Regions from separate parts of the Mus musculus genome. Here all the other regions are linked to region 3. The links are chromatin contacts, called in public promoter capture Hi-C maps. All regions are on one chromosome and are shown on one strand. The core of a region is the stretch at or near the end of the contact, and the rest is flanking DNA. Distances in the headings are between cores, read along the strand shown. Region 1 holds the start of Mapk9 (mitogen-activated protein kinase 9). Region 2 holds the start of Fnip1 (folliculin interacting protein 1). Region 3 holds the start of Skp1 (S-phase kinase-associated protein 1). Region 4 holds the start of Hint1 (histidine triad nucleotide binding protein 1). Region 5 holds the start of Cdc42se2 (CDC42 small effector 2).

Region 1 (3,072 bases), core at 375-2,874, 2.4 Mb before region 3:
AGAATTTTGAGCAGGAATAAACCATACTCCCCCTGGTGGCCAGCATGGGGGTGGCCAAAGGAGGACTCTGCTAGTTGGGCTTGGTCAACTCGATTTAGTCCTATCTGGGAAGAGAGACTTTTAACTGAGACAATGCCTCCCTAAGATTGGTCTGTAATAAAGTTTGTGGGGACATTTTCTTCACAAATGATTGATGTGGGAGGGCCTAGCACACTGGAGGCAGTTCCATCCCTGACCTAGTGAGCTGCGTTCCCCCACTTCCTCTGCTTTGGTTCCTGCCTTGAGTTTCCTACTTCCTTTAACGATGGAGTGTGACCTCAGAGTTCTAATCCAAAATAAACCCTCTCCTCCCCGAAGTGCTTTCTGGTCATTGTGCCTTGTCACACCAATATAAAAGCAGAATAGGACAGAGACACTGTGATTGTCTGGATCCCCTTCTCGACCCTACTGCTCCTCTGAGCCTCCACCACCCTAGTTCAGTGCTTGAAACCAGAGTCACAGCTCTCTTCAAATTCTGCGGAGATTCATGGGGCCTCCTAGTCTCTTGATCTTCCTATACGCAGAGTCCTTCTCCCTGGCTCCTCCTTGGCATCTTGTGACTACAGCTCTACCACCATAGACACCACTTGTCAACTACTGTCTCCATTTTTCCAATCCCTTATTGACCAGTCCTCAGCCTAACCTGTTCGTAGCTTCCCTCAGTGTGTTCAACGTCCCTGTCTCACTTGCAGCCTCTCTATCAAAACACAGAGTAGTCAGAATCCCAAATTCTGAGTTTTCCAAACATCTGATTCACCTCAGACCTTCTGGAACCTACTTGAGAGCCAGAGGTCTGCAGAAGCGTCAACAAAAGCAGCAGTGTTAAAGACCCACTGTCTAGAAGCCCTTCAGCACTGGACGGACACCCTCCTCACCCCTCTACACCAAAGCAGAAACTTGTCTCTTATAAGAGGCCTCTTTAGGCTATACCCGTCACTGACTCATCAGGGTCATGGTCACCGTCTCCCCAACCCCCACCTTCTGGACATCTGGCCGCACCCCTGTTATGATCCCATTCAGTGTGGCATCTGCCTTAGTGAAAAACAAACCCCAAGGCCCCGCGGCTTGTCCTGGTTCTTCCTCCGGGGCCGTTGTACTCCAGGTTCCCAGGCTTCAAGTCCTTGATCATGCCCAGAACTCTTGTCTAACCCGGCTGTCTTTAGTCCTTTTCCAAGTCGCCTCTCCATTTGCACCTGCTACAACCGAGGCCTGACAATGGCTCCTACACTGTAGTCGCAAAGTCACGCCTCGCCCCTCCCCGGCTCTGGCTCCCCTTGGCCCACCCTCTCCGGCGCATGCGGGTCTCCTGGCCCTGGAGGGCGGGCTCAGGAGACGGTCCTAGCTTGACCTGGATCCCTAACTCTGTGCACACTGGCGGACGCTCTTCCAGCAAGCAGACGGTCAGACGGCGAGCCGCCTAGGGGGCGCCACTCTGCACTAGGGCATCCAGAGCGCGCCACTGGCCCCGCCCACACCCAGCCTCCAGCCACGCCCGTACTGCCCAGCCTTGCCCACCCCCAGTCTCAATTGGTCCCGCCTGTCTGGATATCCTAGTTCTGATTGGCTGGCCTAAGAATCCGTCAGACTGAGCGCCGCGGCGGCGGCGGCGGCGGTGGCAGCAGCGGAGCAGAAGGGAACCGGACCGGAAGGGTCGCAGCGCCCCGCGCCCCTCACACCCACTGCGACGGCGACGGGGCGGAGCAGAGCGGGGCGGGGCGACCGGGTCCAGGTCGTGGAGCTGGGTGCCGCCAGAACGCATCGCCGCCAGCGTGCCCTCCCTCTGCCTCCGGCGCGGCGGCGCGGAGCCGAGGTGAGCCGGGCGGGCGGCTAGGCCTGGCGGGGCTGCTCGGGCCACGCAGGGCCTGGGGTGCGGGGCTCAGGGGGTGGACTGCTCGGTACTGCCCGGCTATCCACGGTTCCGCGGTCGTTCTCTCCCGCCTGGTGTGTGCAGCCCCAGGGCTGCAGGCCGGCTGTCTGGCCGGGCCCCAGCAGACCTGCCCGCAGGGATCTGTGGGCGCCTTTCCTCCAGCTGTGAGGCACGTCGCTGCACCCCGCTGCATGCCCTGGAGCCTGAGCTCTGGTCCCCGCGACCTTGGCGGTGACTGCGACCCTCACTGGCCCTCTGCTTTCCCCTCGGGAGTAATGGTAGAATGTCTAGGGTTTGGTCGGGGTTGTTAACGGGCAGTGTAACTGTCTCAAAGCGTTAGGGCAGAGAAGCCTAAGGCGCACATTTGAGAGCATCTGAGTGGGTAAATAAATGCTCCCTTGCTGATGTGAGTGTCGTAGGAACTCCCCCTCATCCGCTTAGAGTCCTCCCCCACTTCTGCCCCCCCTCCCGAGCCTTGTCATTCATCTTCAGTGCCCAGCAAAGCCAGAGTGGGCCCTGCCCACCTCCTCCGCCACTCCTTCCCCTCTTAACAGAAGCAGATCTCTGCTCTCCTATCCTAAGCTCACCTGCCTTGGGCATGCCAAAATCATTTATTTACCTCAGGACCTTTGCACTTCGATTTCTCTATGTTCAGAGTTGTCTATAAGATTTTTACCCAGCTGTCTTCTCTCACATCGCTTCCTCCTGTGGTTCAGTGTCTTGTTATAGGCGAGGCCTACCTAGCTTGACCACCCTTTTCCCTCGCTTAGTCATTCTCGCTCATCAGTTTCTTTAATTTTCCATCCAGTACCTACTCTGGATTGATGCTATCTGATTTATTGCCCCGTCCTTTTTGTATAGCATGGTGAGTACAGGTAGTTGTTTCATCTGTAAAGTCAGATCAGTGAATGAACAGTAAGACCATCCCTGCCTATTATTATCTCTGCTTTGTCCATTTTGTTGGTGACTTTAACTTGTGAAACTTGTAAGCAAACAGACGCTGATTCTCACTTTGTGAAATATTTTCATGTTTTTAATCTCTTTCTAGTAGCTGTCAGAACAATTTGTGATAAAAAAAATACGTTTTGGTAAGAGTTTTGCTCTGGCTTCCTTCCACACATTCAGGAGTTATCTACTGGATTCTGTATTATCTAGGTCATGCTTTC
Region 2 (2,811 bases), core at 270-2,769, 2.2 Mb after region 3:
AATGTCTTGTGTACTGGAGCGGTGGAGACAGGAGAGTGAACTGGAGACTTCTCCCTCCTCCTCCAACACCTTCAGAAGGCAGCTCTGGAGATGAAGTGCTTGCTGTGTGAACAAGAAGACCTGCATTCCATTCCCAGAATCTACTTCAAGGATGGGCAAAGGAATGCAAGGTTGTGATTCTTGTGCTGTCAAAGAAGATGAAGCAGAAAGGTCATCCTACACTACTTGGTGAGCTCCAGGCCAGCAAGAGACCCTGTCTCAATAAATATAAAAAAGTCTTGTAACATGAGACTTTGTAACATGTTGTAACAGCTCAACATGCTGACCAGTGATAAATTATTAACGATATAAAAATATCCTGCTAATTTTTCTTTTATTCTTTTGTTTTGTTTTCTTGTTTTGTTTTTTCGAGACAGGATCTTTCTGTGTAGCCCTGGCTGTCCTGGAACTCACTCTGTAGACCAGGCTGACCTTGAACTCAGAAATCTGCCTGCCTCTGCCTCCCAAGTACTGGGATTAAAGACGTGTGCCACCACTGCCCGGCATTTTTTCTTTTTCCCATGTAAATAAGGGCTACTTATTTATTTTTTTTCAACTGCAGATCAGCTGACAACTTCTTAAAGATTTGGTTCCTATGTCTAGCTAAGTGAAATTCTCAAGCGTCTTTGTCTACCCTTGCAAACATACACCAGTATTTCCCCACATTCATCCACATTTCTCAGAGAACTTCATTCCACTGTACGAAATCCCTCATCCTGGTAAACGGATGACGAATTTGATCTGAACACTGATGGTTTGATAAGACTGGAAGGATGTTCGTGAGCTGTATTTTCCGTTTTGAGAGCAGTCTTGCCATTTGGTAACAATGTTACAGTTCCTCCTTTCCTCATACCCAGATATTAAAGATATACAGCTTTGTTTCATGGAAGTTCTGATTGTCTCTCTTAGACATTTTGCTAAACTTCTTGTTTGGTGATGAGGATCAAACCCAGGGCCTCTAACTACTGAGCTCTTTAACCGCAGTCTTTCAAATTCTAAATACTTAGCATAAAGGGTTAGATATTTTTAGATAGATGTCTTTTTTTTTTTTTTTTTTTTTTTTTTTTTTTTACGGCTGCTTGCCTCTCTTGGTTTTGCTTGTGATCTTTTTGGTTACCAAGGAGATCGAGCCTGAGCCCCCAGTCGCTAGATCTTCCTAGAGACTAAGTGCGGGCGTCAATGGAAACCGCACCTCAAGTCACAGACCTAGGTCTCCTCCTAGAGCCCTAGCAGTTTGGGAGGGTCAGAGGCGGGCCTGGGTCCCAGAGGCTTTCTCTTGCCACCCAGCCGCGCGCGCCCTCGCACGCCCCGCCCCGTGAGAGGCCGCGTGACGGACCCGTGAGCCAGCCAATGGCAGGCGGCCCCGCCTCCCCACCCCCACCCCGCCCCCCGCTCAGTTTGCTGCCACGTGATACGGCTCGTCGCCAGCCAATCGCCGCGACCTCAATCTCGCGCTCCGCCCCGCGCGCCGTGGCCGTTTGAAGTGACTAATTTCTGTCATATGACTGAGGCGCCCATGGGGGTGGCGGGGTGGCGGTAGGAGCGGGGGGCCTCCTGCGAGCTCCCAGCCGAGCGACCCCAGTCTTGCGGCGGCCAGCATGGCCCCCACCCTGTTCCAGAAGCTCTTCAGCAAGCGGAGCGGATTAGGCGCGCCGGGACGAGACGCCCGCGACCCGGACTGCGCGTTCAGGTGAGGCGTCGCGGGCCCCCGAGGGGTCGCGGCCTCGGGCGGGGCGTGCGGTCCCCTGCCCTCTTCGCTAGGCTGTTTATGCCCCGCCCGCGCCACGCGCCGCGTCCCCAGCCCCAGCACGGCGGCCTCGGGAGGCTGTCGGTCCGCACGCTGCCCGGGCTGCGACCTCACCGCAGGCCTCCGGGGCCCGGCCGGGAGCTGCTGTCTCCCTGTGATCCGCAGCCCTCGGGTGGCTTTGTGCAGACTGTCGCGCGTTCGGCCAACCTGCGGAGCACTGAGGAGGCTGGAGGAGCGAGTGGGCAGGCTGGCGGTCTGTCAGGCTTCTTGGAAACTAAAATTGGAGCTGTGCAGTTCTCTTGCCGAGCGACCTTAGTGTTATCGAAGGAGAAATGCGAAACCGAAGTGGTTAGGGTTACTACTGACCAGACTCGAGGAGGACTTGCGGTAGAACTTACTGTCGAATTTTCTTTCCCTTCTTACACCTGTTACTGAAAAGGAGTTTCTTGCAAATGGAAAACGGTAGCTGTGTGTGTGTGTGTGTGTGTGTGTGTGTGTGTTTGTTTGTGATTGCATGCTTTGTTTCTTTCTGATTGCAGTACCTGTTGCTGGTACAGTAACTTTTTAGAATTGTCAGATATATAGAAGCTTAGCTCAATGGTTAAATTCAGCCGTGGAATTGTATTTGAAGAAGATATTGTTTTGTCTTCCATAATGCGCTATGGAAACTTTCGCATGTAACTAGGCCAAATGTCACATATCAGACAAACTTGGCTGTATGGCCGAGAACTCAGTTGTACAGTAATAGTAAAAGGGAAACAGTGTCAAATTTTGCAGCAAGCCCAAGTATCAGATGACTGCACTACATAAGTCTTAGAGGCTTTAATATTTTTCAAATTATCCACGCTGTCAATAATACAGATCCCATCAGGAAACAATGTGTGAGATTGAATATCAAATGGCAAGTAATTTAACTGATATTTAATGGGAGAAAAAGGTCAGTTACCGTTTTGGAAACAAGCTTAACAAAAGAATTTTCATGGCAGTGGCTTTTCTTCGTAATGGGAAGTAAATGTCTTGTGCCG
Region 3 (2,945 bases), core at 254-2,753:
AAAGCCTGAGAACTGTGGGTCTTTCATCTTCTGTCATCGACTCTGGCACCTGGCAGACATTGGATACCAGCAGACAAAGACCTGGTAATTCAACCCATTGCTTGGTCTCTCTGCCCAGTCTTGTCCTAGAGAAGCTGTAGTCTCTGGTTTCTTTAGGAGGCCCTGTGTGGAAAAGTCTTTTGTCTTCGTGGTGCCAGGAATACCAATCATGTGCTCACTGGTTAGGTGAGCCTGGCGCCTTGGTGGGGCTAGTGATGCTCCCTAGACACAGCAGGGCAGGGCAGGGCAGGGCAGGCAATTGCCCTCTTCCTGGCTGGGCTGAGGCCAGATGGGTGCTTTCAGGCCTCTCCCTTTACTTCAAAGCTGTTTCATTCTAGCGACCTTATCACAGCCTTCTTTGAGCCGCCTGTACAGCATAGCCTGTTCAGGTTGAGCCTGACTGTCCCCGTTCATTGCTGGATGGATCCCCAGCACTGGCCTCACAGATTGGCCTAGAGCATGGTTACCCAAAGAATGTAACCTCCATGCTACATTCACATTGACTCTCTCCAGGCTTGGCGCTTCACTCCAACAATGGCTATTTGGGGGCCTGGAAGCCTCTTCAAAGTTCAAAGGTAGGAAATAAAGGTGAAGATTAGCCAACAGGGTGGTCCTAGCCTCGAATCTCCAAGCTGGCTATTGGGAGGCAGACAGATCTGAGTTTAAATAGCGAGCTCCAAGCCTTATATAGTAAGACCCTGTCTCAAAACAAAACAACAAGAGTTTCAGGCAAGTATATATGTGGTGAAAATGCCTGTGACCCCAGCGCAGGTGGAAGGAGATCATGAATTTTAGACCAACCTGGTCAACATACTGAATTTACAGCTACTCTGTGCCAAACAGGGTCCCGTCTTAAAATGCAAAGAAAATAAAACTTTAAAAATCAAATAAGCAGGTGTACCATGTCAGGAGTATTTAAGAATTCTAAGCCGCCTAGGTTAAAGAAACACCTTTGTCTCAACATGGCATACATGTATATATATATATATATTTAATTCAGTATCAGTAGAGAAGGTTCAACTCCTGAACCCCTGGTCAGCAAACTCAATTCTATTTCCTTAGGTTATTAGGAGAGTAACGGTGGTCAGGCTGAGGCGACTCCTTTAAGGAAAACACACACCCACAACCGGTTTTGCGGTTTGTTGTTTCCAGGCTTTTCCAGGACTGGGGTCTTTCAAGCCGTTTAAGACAGCCCATGCCTGAAAGACCCTTCGGGTCGAGATGGTTTCCCAGCCGGTGCCGGAGTCCGCTTTGAAGGAGAGCATGGCGCTGTTTAGGCCAGCGGAGTAAGGAGGACGTCCCTCTCTTGCCCAGCCACCCCTCCACCCGCCGCCGCTCAGCACCTCTCCAGGAGACCTCTGCGGCGCTCAGGGTCTGCCGCCTGTGTTTCGACTGCCGTCAGGCGATCTCAACGGCCAGCCCGGCCGGCTGTGTGACGTCACGGGCTCGGGGTCCTCGGCGCCTGCGTCCCGCTGCTATAAAAGGCGACGCCGCGCGGCGCCGCTCGAGTGGCCTTGTTCTCGATACTTCGTTGTGGTTGTGAACTCTGTCCGGCAGCCTCGGGCCTGCGGTCTTGAGACGGAGCACCGTGAGTAGCAACCCGCGAGCCGGACACGTTCCTCGAGGGAGGGGCTGGGTGGGAGCCTCGCGTTGGCTGTGGAGTGCACGAGGCGGCGAGGCGACCTGGCCTCGTATCCTGAGGCGCCGTGCGGCCCGTTGCAGACCCCCGGACCGCGGGAGGCACGAGGAGGCCGAGTCAGGCCTTCAAGGGTCTCCCATCCTTTCGGCGCTCGCTCAGGGAAGAGAGTCGAGCCCTGTGGCAGGCCTGCCGCTTTGCAGGCGACGTCAGTCGGCCCCAAACGCGACTGGAAGGCCCAGGCTTCGTACCGGGCCTGCCTTAGCGACAGGCTTGCTGCTCCGCGCTCCAGGCCGGGTGGGCAGCGAGGCTTTGAGTAGGGGTCCTGGGCCGTTCCAGGTGGTGGCTGTCGTTGCCATTTGATTCTTGGCTCCCTCCCTTTTCTCCTGTATCTGGCGTCAATTAGCTCCTTATTGGTCTCACCTTTTTAACCACCGAATATGCAGGTAACAGACTCCCAATGTTTCTTTGCGTTTTGTCACGTTCTGCAGTCTCTGAACTTGTTACTGTAATAGACACTGTCGTCTGAGGTGTGTGGCATTTGACGCTAAAACCTGAGGTGTTTGGGTTTTTTAAGGGATAGTGCTAAAACCTGCCTTCTGGTTCACTTTTTCACGGAGTCCTCAGGTTTGGAGACTCAGTTTTTCAGCAGAATGTTACAGTAGACTGTATTGTGGCATAGAACAATGCAGTCTCTTCCGTCCTGCAGTGTAGTAACAAGTGTCAGAATTTCGAGTCACTTAAAACAGGTTTGTTTTTAAAGTCTGGTATACTAGAATTCTCATGCTAGACTTGGATGATTAATTTCCAAGTCTAGGAGCTTAGAGAACTGAAGAAGGGTTTTTTGAAAGCATATCAAATCGAAACCTCATACATTATTACTTAAAAATTTTGCACTTAATTCCAACACAACAACAAAAGTGAAGTCTAGGATTACAGAGTGCGTTGAATTACAGATTAACCGATTGCCTCCCTGTCATTTAATAAGATCCTGGCTCCCTTGCAAGTAACCTAATACCTAAATTTGACTATGACTAAGCACATCTTTATTTATTGTGAATTATTTCAAGGAAATACGGGGTGGTCTTTTAAAATAATTTTATCAACTACATAGACTTGTTCTGGAATGCTCATTGTAGTACTAGAGATCATAAAAAGAACACAGTGTCTTGCTATTAAAAACTGGCCTATTTTAACTTTTATTGTTGCCTTATCATAGGGAGGGTCTGCTGCTCTGACTTCTCTGTTCTGCAGACATGTTTGTTAGTTG
Region 4 (2,993 bases), core at 438-2,937, 2.6 Mb after region 3:
ATATGAGACACTGTCTCAATAATGGTAATAATAATTTTGTTGAGACAAAGTAGTCAAATATCATCATATAGGGCAATTCAAAGGAAATAGCTTTTCCATTTATTTATTTATTTATTTATTTATTTATTTATTTATTTATTTATGAGACAGGATTTCCTGGAACTTGCTCTTTAGACTAGGCTGGCCTTGAACTCAGAGATCTGTCCGCCTCTGCCCTAGAGTGCTGACATTAAAGTCATGCACTACTATCATCTGGCTTAAGTTTTCCCATTTTATTTTTTTTTAATTATGTGTATACATGTGTGTGTGTGTGTGAGACCTGTGTGCTCACATGTCCATGGGTGACTGAAGACATCCTGCTAGGCCAAAGGCATCTGACTTCCCTGGAGCTGGAGTTACAGGCAGTTGTGATGTTTGTGCTGGCCTCTGTGAGAACAGTTTGTGTTCTTGATCGCTGAACCATCTCTCTAAGTCCCCAAGGTTTCTTCCTATGGCCACTTGGAGATTGTCAGATAAGAGGGCCAGGAACAAAATCTAATGAGGTATGGAAATGGAGGCTTAGCGTGCAGGAAAAAAAAAAAAAAAAACCAACATCCAGAGGGCAAGGGTGTGAGATGTTGAAAGAAGACAAGGGTAACAACTGTAGCAACCAGGCCAACAGATCTATATGACAACTGCGATTGTCTAGAGAACGCTGATTGGAGGTCCTGCCTAATCCCGACAAGGAGGAAATGACCCAAAGGACCAATGATGACAAAGTGCACACCATATGTAGAAAACACTTTTTAGGAGGAGCAAAGGGATAGAGAGGAGGAAGGGTGGAGGTGGGGCCAAGGAAGACTTTTTGTTTCTTCCAGGTGGAGCATCTTACCTGAAGCTGATTCCTGCCGGGGAAAATGGCCCAAGAGGCTTACAAACAACTGCCACCTAAGGTCTCATCTCTGCAGTCTTGGACTTAATTGATGCAGAGTGTGGCCAGAGATGTTTAAAGAGCTCCCAAGTGGTTTTTAGTGTGTAGTTATGACTGAGAATTGCTGCCACACACAGCAAGAAACAAACAAACAAAAAAACCCCACCTGATGTAAGACTTCACCTGGCTCTTAGCTAAGGCCTCAAACAGCTGAGGGTTTAAACGATCACGGTCAAGAGCACTTGTTCCTCTTGCAGAAAGGACCAGGCTTCAGTTCCCTCCACCCACATGGCTCACAACTGTAACTCCAGTTCCAGGGGATCCAAAGCATTAGATGTGATTCACTCTTACACATGCTTGCAAAATACTCATCTACATATAAAATAAAAATCTTTTTTAAAAAATTAAAAAAGGGAAGGCTAAGGTATCACACCCAGTAAATGTGATCAGAACAACTTGAAATAGAAACCAGACTGTTCTGGAGCAGGGTCTCGGGTAGCCCAGGCTGGCCTCAAACAATGTGGAGAAGGATGAACTAAACTCTTCCATCCTCCTGTCTTCATTTCTCAAACTCTGGGATTACAGGCGTGCAGCACCAAGCCGGGCTCGTGAGAGGAAGGGATCAAACCTAGAACTCCGTACGCGCTTGGAAAGCACTGTACCAAGCCGAGCCTCCTCCCAGAACTGGCAAATCAAAATTTCCTATAGAGGTGCAGAGGCAAAGAAAGGGCGTTTCCTCCGCCCATTTCGTTCCCTCGCTCGCCGCACGCCGGCGCCAGTGCGCACGCGCAGGCCCACCGGGCGCGAGCCGGCAGTCTCCGCGCGCTCCCGCGGTTCCTCTCCCCACTGTGGCCGCGGCGCGGGAAGGACAGTGAGCGGCCGCGATGGCTGACGAGATTGCCAAGGCTCAAGTGGCCCAGCCCGGCGGCGACACGATCTTCGGCAAGATCATCCGCAAAGAAATCCCCGCCAAGATCATCTTCGAGGACGACCGGGTAGGCTTGCCGCTTGCCCGGCGACACGCCGGCGTTCCCTGAGGAGCCGCGGGCCTGAGGCGACGCGCGGCCCGGCTGGCCTGGCCCTGCGCCCGCGTGGCCCTGCGGCGCGTGCCTGCGCTCGGGTTACGCGTTATCGGCCGCTCGGCCCGCCGCGTGTCGCGGCCCTGGTGAGGTGATGCGGGCGGAGGCCCCGGGAGGTGACGCCCGCCCGGGCCCCCTGTAAAGTGCAGACCCGTGGGGTGACGCCCACCGGGGCCCGCGGCCGCCACCCACCACGCGGGTGTCAATCTGGCCTTCGGGAAACCGGATCCTGCCCCCGGCGCAATCTCCGCGATCTCCCGCGCGCAGCGGTCCCCGCACTGCGAGGTGACCGGGGATTCGAGATCCTTATGCTCCCTGTCCCCTGCTCCGGCTGCAGACGTTGCCTCTGGGGACTGGAATTAGCCCTTCAAGCTTTTTAAAAAAATACTGCTTTAGGGTGTTTTGTTTGTTTTATTTTAATAGATCGGCTTCACTACTCTAGGCAGGCCATGAACTTGCTGACTAACTAACTGGGGCGGACCTTGAACCCTTGATCCCCCGCCTCCACCACCCATATGCTAAGGATTGCAGGCAGCCCACACCCTGCTGATCGGAGAAAACATTTATGGTGCAAGATCCAAAGTTGTATTTTTTCCCCTCCTTGATAGATGAAATCTCAGTCGATAGTGAAGACCAATTTTGTAAATTATTCCCTAGACAGTTCTGTTTATGGCTTTCAGTCTCACATAAAGCAGGGTGGGAGCTTGGCCCATTGACCAAAAGGTTTTATACGGGTTTGTTCAGTTCACTTTAAGAAACATGCAATATGAGAAAGCATTAATGCTACTGGTAATGTTCACATAGACTTGAAATAGTACTCCAAATTTCATTGGGTTCTTGAGGTGAGTTTTATTTAAATTGCCTGTATTTGTCACTAGTCTTAGAAAAAGGCCCATTTCATTTACAAAGTTTGCAAGTCTTTTAGTGTGTTCTGTAATCCCAGTCCCACCATCCATAAGACTGGCCAGCCTGTATTATGGAATAAGACCCTAACTCAAAAACAA
Region 5 (2,765 bases), core at 186-2,685, 2.6 Mb after region 3:
CTTAATATGTGTCTAATGAGTATGCTGGGTAAACTGTGATGTTTAACCACCAAGGCGACATTAGATCCCCTCCCCTAAAGTTCAGAGCTCTCTCTCCCTGGCTCATAGAGATCCAAGACTGACCATGCCACAGTCCCTCCAAAGCCCACACACATCTTTACTCCTACTACATAGAAAGCTAGACCTCAAAATGCACCCCAAACATCTTTCTCAATTATTTTCAAAGAAAAGGAGAAATCAGGCCTGCTGAGAAACAGAAATCTGTAAGCCAACTTCTCTCAAAAATTTCACATCTCAAAGGTACTATCTGCTATGCTGGCTGGCAATAATGACCAACTAATTATTAATAGTTTACATGGGGATGGGGGACAGAAACTTGCTAGGCATTCTTTCCAATAGTCCTTTATCTGAGTCAAGAAGCTATGTGCCTCATCTTACTAGTAGGAACAGTTCTGTGTGGTGTTTTAAGATTCATTCATTATATCAATATTTTACTAAGCAAGGGTCCTTTAAGAGCATTTAATTTTCTTTCTTTCTTTCTTCCCCCCCCCCCCTCTTTTTGTGGCGGGTGGGAGTACTGGGGAACTGAACTACTCTGGGCCGCCTCCTACATGCAAGGCAAGTTCCCTACCACTGAGCTGTACTCCCAGGCCCAGAACGTCTCAGTGCTGCGCTCTGCACATCACTACCAAACTCCTCCAGGAAAGCTCGGCAGTAGCAATCACTGCCGCTAAAACGGAATTCCCAGGGTTGCCTGAAATCAGCCGGCACCGGGCTGCTCCTCAGCTCGAAATGCGGACGTCAGCGAGCCGCTACCTACCACACCCGTTAGTAATGCTCACCACCGTGGCCGCGAGCTCCCGGTGCAACAACCTGTAAGAGTCGCCGCAGCGACTGCGAGGCAGTGGCCCGGCTTCCTCTCTCGGGGTCCCAGGCAGGCCGGGCGGGAGTCGGGGTTCGGGAGCCCAGCCGCTCCGCGCCGGTCCAGACTGGCGGGGCTGCGGACTGGGGGAGGGGTCCGTAGCGCCTCCCCCATCGGGAAGGTGCAGGCTACGGTGAAAGCTGGCCTCACGGAGAATGAAGAGAACCATACGCCGGTCCTCGCGTGAGGACCTCGCCCAGACTGGAAAATGGAGCCGCCGCAGCCTCAGTCAGTCCGCAGCCCCAGTCTGCTGCCCCAGTCCGCAGCGCGGAGAGGCCCGGGCCGCGCTCGCCCTCAACCTTCCGAGTGGCGACCCTACACTTGGCGCCTCGGGCGGCGGGGCCAACGTGGGGCCCTCTCCCTCACTCACCGTCGCCTTTGTCTCCGCCGCCTGCTCCAGCCGCGCGGCTCCGAGCGCCGGCTCCGAAGCTTCCAGGATCTCCACACACCAAGCAGCTGCGCTCCCCGCTTCGGGCTCCGCCCTCCCGCCTAGGCTCTGGCGCGCAGAGGCGGAGCCACAAGCGGTGTGTGCGGCTGCGCGGCTACGCCCCCACTACAAGGACACGCCCTGTCCCCCCCCAGTAGGCGGGCTGGTAGCTGTGAGGCCCCGCCCAGTGAGGGAGTGGCGAGACCTAGGGGATGCTAGGCGCGCAAAGAGTGACCGCTGGGTGGGCTACGGGGAAGATGGATGCCGCTGCCTCGCGCCACAGCACCTTCCTGTCCGGATCCAGCCGTAGACGTGCCCGGGCGAGCAAGGCGCTGCTAGGCAGAGCTGGCCAGCACCAGATGTCTCTCACGCTCAGATCACGTTACTTTCAAGGAATCAGAATCACTGACTCATTGGAGAGTCAAGAATATCTACCTGGCATTTGAAAAGTTCGTCTCTGTGACTTCTTGTGGGATCGTTTTTTTTTTTGGTTTTTTTTTTTTTTTTTTTTTTTTGGTTTTGCTTTGACGTTGTTTGAGGGAGGGCCTTTTTGTAGCCCCAGAGTGGCCTCAAACTCACTATATAGGTAAGGATGGCCTGGATCTTGTGATCCTCCTGCCTCCGTCTCCCAAGCGCTGGGATTACTAGTGTATGTCACAAGCTTAAGGACTTTTGGAGTAGAACCCTGGCTGACCTGGAACTCACAGCAGTCCTCCTGCCTCAGCCACCACATTTTATGACTACATTAACTTTACACTTTAGGCACCCAGAAGCAAGAAACAAATGGACGCCTTCCCACTGAAATCTAGCCACACATACTCAGACAGGGAGCTGCATGACCATCACTATTGATAGGAAATTTCTAGCTTGTTCAGTGACAAAACTGGAGTACTCCTTGGTTCCTCTTATTCTCAATTTCACATCCATTCTGTCCATAAGGGTAATTGGCGTGGTTCTACATTCAAACAAAAAGAAAATCAGACTGTTCATCTACATTGTTTCTGTCATCCGTGGTCCCAGTCACACTTCAGTGGCTTTCTTAAATGACCTCCCTGACCACCATCAACAAACTGTGTTGTCAAAACAAGAGGGAGAATATCCTCCCGCAAGGAGAGTCAGCTCATGTCTCATCCGATCAAAATCCACCAGTGTTCCCGTTACTGTAGAAGATAACATCTTTACAATGGCTGACAAAGCCTCTGAGATTTTTTTTTTTCCCTATAGGTCTCAGAATTCATCTCCAGTCTCACTGGTGCTTGCAATGTCCAGTCTATACTCAGGGACTAGGACATTCTCTAATGTCTGCCTTCTCCCCTCAACTCCACTCAGATCTTCTTTAACAATGATGCGTAGCCTAAACCCACTTCTTTACATTGCTACAGGCTCAATCCTTCCCCCATCTATCTGCCCTTGTTC

The links. Promoter capture Hi-C pulls out the DNA fragments that hold promoters and counts their contacts. Capture Hi-C pulls out chosen DNA fragments and counts their contacts.
Region 1: a contact with region 3 is called in a promoter capture Hi-C map of liver, with 2.9 times the contacts expected there. The contact joins the promoter of Mapk9 here to the promoter of Skp1 in region 3. A contact is called at or near these places in 1 of 39 promoter capture datasets (liver) and 1 of 9 other capture datasets (liver).
Region 2: a contact with region 3 is called in a promoter capture Hi-C map of liver, with 2.4 times the contacts expected there. The contact joins the promoter of Fnip1 here to the promoter of Skp1 in region 3.
Region 4: a promoter capture Hi-C map of liver shows a contact between it and region 3, with 2.9 times the contacts expected there. The contact joins the promoter of Hint1 here to the promoter of Skp1 in region 3.
Region 5: a promoter capture Hi-C map of liver shows a contact between it and region 3, with 4 times the contacts expected there. The contact joins the promoter of Cdc42se2 here to the promoter of Skp1 in region 3. A contact is called at or near these places in 2 of 39 promoter capture datasets (cranial neural crest and liver).

Annotation. Positions count from the first base shown.
Region 1 is chr11:49,845,127-49,848,198 of GRCm38.p6, forward strand. Mapk9 (mitogen-activated protein kinase 9) reads left to right here and starts at 1,625. Exons shown (of 12, transcript NM_207692.2): 1 at 1,625-1,849. Gm36507 (a long non-coding RNA gene) reads right to left here and starts at 1,171. Exons shown (of 4, transcript XR_003949545.1): 1 at 1,089-1,171.
Region 2 is chr11:54,436,660-54,439,470 of GRCm38.p6, forward strand. Fnip1 (folliculin interacting protein 1) reads left to right here and starts at 1,520. Exons shown (of 18, transcript NM_173753.4): 1 at 1,520-1,729. The coding sequence starts at 1,638. LOC115487771 (a long non-coding RNA gene) reads left to right here and starts at 1,736. Exons shown (of 2, transcript XR_003949675.1): 1 at 1,736-2,248.
Region 3 is chr11:52,230,492-52,233,436 of GRCm38.p6, forward strand. Skp1 (S-phase kinase-associated protein 1) reads left to right here and starts at 1,504. Exons shown (of 6, transcript NM_011543.4): 1 at 1,504-1,627.
Region 4 is chr11:54,864,696-54,867,688 of GRCm38.p6, forward strand. It overlaps Hint1 (histidine triad nucleotide binding protein 1), which reads left to right and starts at 1,688. Exons shown (of 3, transcript NM_008248.3): 1 at 1,688-1,905. The coding sequence starts at 1,795.
Region 5 is chr11:54,786,268-54,789,032 of GRCm38.p6, forward strand. Cdc42se2 (CDC42 small effector 2) reads right to left here and starts at 1,436. Exons shown (of 6, transcript NM_178626.3): 1 at 1,293-1,436.